2 separate regions of the Macaca mulatta genome follow, and region 2 is linked to region 1. Evidence: chromatin contacts called from public Hi-C data. All regions are on one chromosome and are shown on one strand. The core of a region is the stretch at or near the end of the contact, and the rest is flanking DNA. Distances in the headings are between cores, read along the strand shown.

The links. A called contact is a pair of places that touch in the nucleus more often than the background predicts.
Region 2: a contact with region 1 is called in a Hi-C map of fetal cortex germinal zone, with 2.0 times the contacts expected there. The contact joins the promoter of OXA1L here to the promoter of DAD1 in region 1. A contact is called at or near these places in 3 of 14 Hi-C or Micro-C datasets (cortical neurons, fetal cortex germinal zone and fetal cortical plate).

Annotation. Positions count from the first base shown.
Region 1 is chr7:95,657,685-95,661,288 of T2T-MMU8v2.0, reverse strand. It overlaps DAD1 (defender against cell death 1), which reads left to right and starts at 2,014. Exons shown (of 4, transcript NM_001194131.2): 1 at 2,014-2,029; 2 at 2,498-2,778. The coding sequence starts at 2,568. It overlaps LOC144330171 (a long non-coding RNA gene), which reads right to left. Exons shown (of 3, transcript XR_013396085.1): 3 at 2,516-3,604.
Region 2 is chr7:95,839,727-95,843,330 of T2T-MMU8v2.0, reverse strand. OXA1L (OXA1L mitochondrial inner membrane protein) reads right to left here and starts at 2,074. Exons shown (of 10, transcript XM_077940624.1): 1 at 1,993-2,074; 2 at 1,282-1,509; 3 at 589-878. The coding sequence starts at 847. LOC106999355 (a long non-coding RNA gene) reads left to right here and starts at 2,195. Exons shown (of 2, transcript XR_001446153.3): 1 at 2,195-2,285.

The sequences.
Region 1 (3,604 bases), core at 765-3,264:
CTATATTAATGTTCCGATTTAAACTAATTGAAATCAACACTAGTGTTAGCAATTTCCTATTGAAATTAAAATCAGTTAAAAATGTTTCAATGATTATAGAATCATAAACCGAATAGGCCTTTTCTTGCTGTTTTAAGTAGTTCAGAAAAGCTCTAGTGTAGTATATTGGTGTGACTAGCAGGTCTCAGAAACAAATGCATTCGATAAGTGCATTTGATGTTTTTCATCTCTTCTTCTTCTTTCCTGTGAGAGTTCCTGGGGAGATCTTAATGATGATAGTTGACATAGATCAAAGGCAGACAAAACATTAAGGGAGAAACCGCTGGAAGGAGCCTGGCTGATGGAACAGAAACTCCCTGAAGAATCCACACCTGAATGATTAAAAAGCGTCAGCCTAGCCTGTAAAGTTTGAAGTTGAATATTCGTGAGGAATCTACCCTCCTACTTGTTGATGAGGCAGAGAGAAAGGTTCAACTTGTCAGAGAAATTTATGCTTCCTGCCATATTATATTGAAATAGGAACCAGCTTGTTATCTACTCTTTTTTTTTTTTTTTTTTCCTTCTCAGCAACATAGGTTTAGGCTGACTTATGTTCAAATAACTGCACAAATCTCCATGGGTATGAATATAAATCTATCTCTTCAGATAGACTGTAAAGGTTTCTTAGGTTATTTCTCTTATTCCTAGAACTTAAGTAAGGCTTTGCTGACCACTGATAATACATTTGTTAGTTAACGCGTATACAGTTTCCAGTCTAAAGGCAAATAAAAAGTGAAAAGGGGCTGGCAGGTTGGCTCACTCCTGTAATCCCAGCACTTTGGGAGGCTGAAGCAGGCAGATCACCTGAGGTCAGAAGTTTGAGACCAGCCTGGCCAACATGGCAAAACCCCTGTTTCTACTAAAAATACAAAAATTAGCCGGGCATGGTGGCAGGTGCCTGTAATCCCAGCTACTCAGGAGGCTGAGGCAGGAGAATGGCTTGAACCCAGGCGGTGGAGGATGCAGTGAGCTGAGATCGTGCCATTCATCGCACTCCAGTCTGGGTAACAAGAGCAAAACCCCATCTGAAAAAAAAAAAGTGAAAAGGTTGGAATGCTGTTGTTCACTTGCTGTTTTAGGAATTTTGCTCACGTACAGTTCAAATTATTTAGAAGTGAAAATAAAGTACCTGGTTATGTATAGAAAAACTTACAGCTAAAAGGTGAGATGAACTAGGTCTACAAGGTTGGATTGATGTGAAATTAAAAGGGCCACGAAAGCCAGAACTTAAGTTTTTTTTAAAAAAAAGGTAAAACGGGCCCGGTGCGGTGGCTCATGCCTGTAATCCCAGCACCTTGGGAGGCCGAGGCAGGCGGATCACAAGGTCAGGAGTTCGAGACCAGCCTAGCCAACATGGTGAAACCCCGTCTCTACTGAAAATACAAAAATTAGCCGGGCGTGGTGGCGCGCGCCTGTAGTCCCAGCTACTAGGGAGGCGGAGCCAAGTAGTGAGCCAAGATCGCGCCACTGCACTCCAGCCTGGGCGACAGAGCAAGACTAAAAAAAAAAAAAAAAAAGTTAAGACGCTCAAACTAATCCCACTTGTTAAAATACAAAACCTGAAACTATTTCAGTTTCTTCTGTAAACTGAGTTGGAGACAGTAGGGTTTAACTAGGAATGCTCTTTTGGGCCTTTCGGCGCTGAAGTCCTGCGATATTACACCAGGTTCAAGATACCAGCTTGTGGAAAGAGAGCTGCTAAACTTGGCCATATGCTTTTTGCACGATATTCGACCACTATCCCTCACTTCACCAGTTCTTTTAAGGCTGCAAATACATCTGACTCACGTGAGTCCCTACAAGTGAGTACAACGTCGGGCCCCAAGGAGGCGCCCATAAATATTGGCACTGCAGGGCCAAATCTCGAGTTCCAGTTCAGAACCCTGCAGAGGTCAGGATTCCTCCCTGCCTCCCGCCCCTCACCACACCCACTCACTCCCCCAAGTAATTAAGTCTAAACTGGGGCCTGCACAGTTATTGGCCGCTCTGGGTCTCACTGCGGATGAACTTGATTTGTTCCAATGATCTGTGACAGACATCTGCAAACAGCGCCCTTAACAGAATTAGGGTCAGGCTGTTATCAAACCCCAGGAACGCCAGGCATTGCCTCAAAGTAGATGCAAACCGTTAAATCTTCCAGGACTCTGGCTCCCTCCGGTTAGCTACGCCGTCCGCAGTAAAGCCTATTCCCCTCTTCCTCCCACTGTGTCCTGTTGCCAGAGCAACTGTGGGCGTCACCAATCTGACGGGCGGAAACAGAACAAAAAGAGTACACGTCCCCAGCTCATTGATAGGGCCGTGCGCAGACGCATTAACTTTTCCGAGTTGTAGTTGGGACTATTGACGCAGTCCACGTCTGCGCAGTAGTTGTTACGCGCCCTGGCCTGCCTCAGCGCCTGCGCAAATTGGCACACCGGAGGCGCGGAGTTAGATCACGACGGTGCGCAAGCGCAAACAGCACATCCGGTGTGGTCGACGGGTCCTCTAGGAGTTTTGGGCGCGCGGACCGGAGTACCTTGCGTGTAGTTATGTCGGCGTCGGTAGTGTCTGTCATTTCGCGTTTCTTAGAAGAGTACTTGAGCTCCACTCCGCAGCGTCTGAAGTTGCTGGACGCGTACCTGCTGTATATACTGCTGACCGGGGCGCTGCAATTCGGTTACTGTCTCCTCGTGGGAACCTTCCCCTTCAACTCTTTTCTCTCGGGCTTCATCTCTTGTGTGGGGAGTTTCATCCTAGCGGGTAATGGTTCTATAAGTGATCATAATAATAATGTGTTACTTTGGTGTGCTACTTTTGTTTTCATAGTACTCTATATCAGACCACCGCCCCTTGAAGTTATGAGAAGAGCCTGCATTGCTCTTTTTTTGTGAATGGGGAAATTGAGGCCCAGAAAGCTTAGATCACATGCCTAATACCAAACGGCTGTGTAGGAGTTGGACTTAAATGTCTAAAGAAACCACCTTCGTGCTGCTACTCCACCTGGTGATCCACTTCACTTAATATTGGTCCGGGGAAAACCCTATTCCAACTTTAACTTAGGTTTAACACAAGTCTAAAATTAGTAGACTTTTCAAATGAAAAATCCAACCTTGAATCATTTCTGTCATCTTGACCTAATCATTACCAATCTCCGGTAAAACGTTTCAATGAAAGTGCAAAGAATATAAATGCTGGTGCTTTTCTTGTTGAATTATCCTTTACTTGATTTTGCCTTTTAGCTGCTACTACTTTTTTTCTTGTAGAGGAAGTTATTTCACTGTCTTAAACCCAATTTTTGTTCACATAATTCTATTTTAGCCTTATTTTTCCTTTTGATTCCAGGATTTGGTAACCTTGTGGACTGCTATATTTAGCGAGAACTGTCGCCATCAATTTTTGTCAAAATCTGACTTTTCTTGCCCAATGGGGATTCAGTGAATACTGAAAACAGGCGTGGCCTCTATCGCTGGTATCACCTGCTACTTTGACTTTGAAAACATGCCAGCATTCATGGTTTCTTTTCAGTGTGATCATCAGTCAGGTCATCAGTTATATTTTCAGTCCAATATGAGGCATTATGGTAAAA
Region 2 (3,604 bases), core at 825-3,324, 180 kb before region 1:
AAACAAATAAATAACAGCCATGAAAGGAAGAAGAAAGATAGGGTAGTAGGTGAAGGGGAACTAAGAATGAAGGGAAGAAATTTTCCCCCAAGTAACACATGGGTATGCTTGAGCATGCTTACATGTGCAGGGCAGGGCAATAAGGAGGGAAACGTTGAAGACACAGGGGAGAGAAGAGATCATTGATGGAGCAAAGTGGCAGAGAGACACATAATTCAAAGCAGAGTTTCAGCCTTTACAAAAGCAATGCGAGTGGCCTCCCAATTTGGGGGTTTAAGTGCCTGACTTGAACCTCTGTTCTTCTAAACCAGGACAGCCTCATGACTGTTAATAAGGTCCCCCGACTCTAACCCCATGTTTGTATTCGAATATCTATACTTCTTGAATCCCAGATGATCTGGTGGTTTTATAATGCTCTTTAAGAAATATAGGTAGACTGCATCTAGGTATCGTGTGCCTCTATCACTCATTTGAAATCATCTGCTCTTCTGATCCCAGAGCTTCTGCAACTACTTCCTGAATCCATTCAAATAATTGCCATCTATGAGGTTCTATCCCTAACCCATGTATAGGGTATATTCCCCTTACATGCAGCAATGGCCCCCCACCAAGGTAGGCCCAGGTCAACATGCATAAATTCCAGTAAATTCTGGATCAGTCCCACTGGGGTGTGTGACCCCAGCCCCAGTTCAGCGAAGCTCTGCTCTGCAGCAGCTTGGACTACATCTGCAGTCTCTCCAGAAGCCACCTCAGGTACCGCTGCGGGTGAGGGAGTTGCAGGAACAACAGGAGGGGCCTGAACCTGTGTGAAAGAAAGCCTTGTATATTTATTCAGTAGTGAACACATAGAAAGTGAGACCTTCTTAAAATAACCAGTACTGGGTTCTGTTCTCTCTACTTCTTGTTCTTCCAGGTTACCCTAGTGTACATAGAATTCAAGCTTAAAAAGGACATCTCATTTTTATCAATAGGTAGGAAGAGAAGTTACTTTGAGTAAGATTCCATGACTTCCCTTCATGCTGGGAAGTTATTTCTTTTATCACTGTTTCCCAAACTTCAGCCATTTGAATATCACTATTATGATTTTTACCATATATTAACATGAAACAATTACTTTTCTTTAAAACAGCTCAGAAAACCAAATATAACATCTCTCCTGTTGTACTTCCAATCATTTCCCCACTGAATTGAAAATTCATCCCAAGCAGAGATGCTACCGTTTTGGAGAGCTGTGTGGAGCGTGGACAAGAACTCTGCTTCATATTCCCCCTGCTCCCAAACAAAACAGAATATGAAACCAACCGGGAAACACCACTCCTAATATTGCAGGAACGAAAGGCCTCTTACCTGGACTTCTGCAAACGAGATGGCAGAGGTACTGAGGCTGCGGGGGCCGGAAGCCGCAAGGAAGAGGTAGTGTGGGCGACAGCAGCACCGGGCTGCTGGGAATAGGAGCCGTGCGGTCAGCGGTTTCCCGAGCCATTGCGAGGGCCCTGTGACGCTGTGGACCTAAGCGTGTAAAAGGATGATGGAGCCCCTTTACCGGGAGCAGAAGTCCTCGCGTAGGGGCAAAGGGGATTCGTTATGCTAACTTCCCAAAAAGCAAGCAGCCCGGCCACTACAGGTGCAGACATTGCTTTTACCGCGCGCAGACCGCTAGCCCGAAGGCATGCAGCTGGTGATGCCTGCAGAGCAAAGGCTGAATCCGGGTTCGCCGCATCTCAGTTATCGTAGACCCGCATCGGGGGGCCCTGAGAACTAGGCCGAGGTGCTGTCGCCAGGGGCGAAGCCAATTCCAGAAGCTGACACCGGGCTGCTGGGCCCACAGTGTTGGGGACTAACCCTAGCGCGTCCTCACAAGACCCGAGGTCATGACATTCAGGTCCCGGTGAGCGGGTCAGCGTCTGCTCATATCCCTAGCACGAGCTGTCCTGGGGCTTGGTTCACTGGGTGAGGGCAGCATCCCGGTGCTCAGCCCCGGGGCATCCTTACCCGACGCCCGGACTGTAGCAGGCGCAGAACCTCCCGGCGTCCGCACATCAGTCCCATCGCCATTTTGTCCGGAAGAGGACTTACTTTTGCGCCTGCGCACTAAGAACCACAATCCCGCGAGAGGAAGCACTTTTGGAAGCGGGCATGAAGCCAGAGTTGTTGCCGTAGATCAGGTGGTAAAAGAGAACGGAGCTTGGCGGCCATATTTGAAGTGGGTAAAAATCTGAAAAGCCGCGTTACCATGAGCACGCAGAGAGCCTTTTCTGGAGATTGAAAGGAAGTGGAAGAGCCAGGTTAGCTATCATCGTAAGCTATCATCGTTTGTGATGGCGTAAACCTGGGTAATTTTCCTCTAATGTCGCGATTGTCCTCTGATTCGTCAGTTTAAAAATAGCCTCAGAAAAGTCTTGGCTGTACTTGCAGAGGATTTTTCCCACTCAATGATGTTCGATTCTTTTGATTCTTATTGCTAGGTAAATTGTAATCGCAGGTCCAATGAAATTTGAGGGTAGTCTAGAGTCTGACAGAAATGAAGAGAAGGCAGCCGCTGGGAAATATTTTCCTCCCAGGTAAAAAGACAAAGCTTCCAGAGACTTCACCTTTCCATTTTTTCTTCTGTAAGTGGGGTGGTGTGAGGACTGACCATGAGGGGACAAGTTTCGAGATGAAAAGCTCACGTGCAGGCCGGGCGCGGTGGCTCAGGCCTGTAATCCCAGCACTTTGGGAGGCCGAGGCGGGTGGATCACGAGGTCAAGAGATCGAGACTAGGATATCCTGGCCAACATGGTGAAACCCCATCTCTACTAAAAATACAAAAATTAGCCGAGCATTGTGGCGGGCGCCTGTAATCCCAGCTACTTGGGAGGCTGAGGCAGGAGAATCACTTGAACCCGGGAGGCAGAGGTTGCAGTGAGCCGGGATTTTGCCACTGCACTTAAGCCTGGCGATAGAGTGAGACTCCATCTCAAAAAAAAAAAAAAAAAAAAAAAAAAAAGAAAAACTCACGTGCTGAAGATGGTTGAGGGCAAAGATAGAAAACACCCAAATACTTGATGATATCATTGAGCTGATGTACCATGCTTGGAACCGTCTATCTCCAGACTTTGTTGTGTAAGGTAATTAAAGGTCTTAGCAGGGTGCAGTGGCTCACGCCTGTAATCTCATCACTTTGGGAGGCCAAGGCTGGTGGATTACTAGGTCAAGAGATCGAGACCAGCCTGGCCAACATGGTGAAATCCCATCTCTACTGAAAATACGACAAACAAAAAAACTAGCCGGGCGTGGTGGTGCGTACCTGTAGTCCCAGCTACTAGGGAGGCTGAGGCAGGAGAATTGCTTGAACCCAGGAGGTGGAGGTTGCAGTGAGCTGAGGTGGAGCCACTGCACTCCAGCCTGGGCGACAGAGTGAGACTCCATCTCAAAAAAAAAAAAAAAAAAAAAAAGGCCGGGGGCGGTGGCTCAAGCCTGTAATCCCAGCACTTTGGGAGGCCGAGACGGGCGGATCACGAGGTCAGGAGATCGAGACCATCCTGGCTAACACGGTGAAACCCCGTCTCTACTAAAAAATACAAAAAACTAGCCGGGCGAGGTGGCGGGCGCCTGTAGTCCCAGC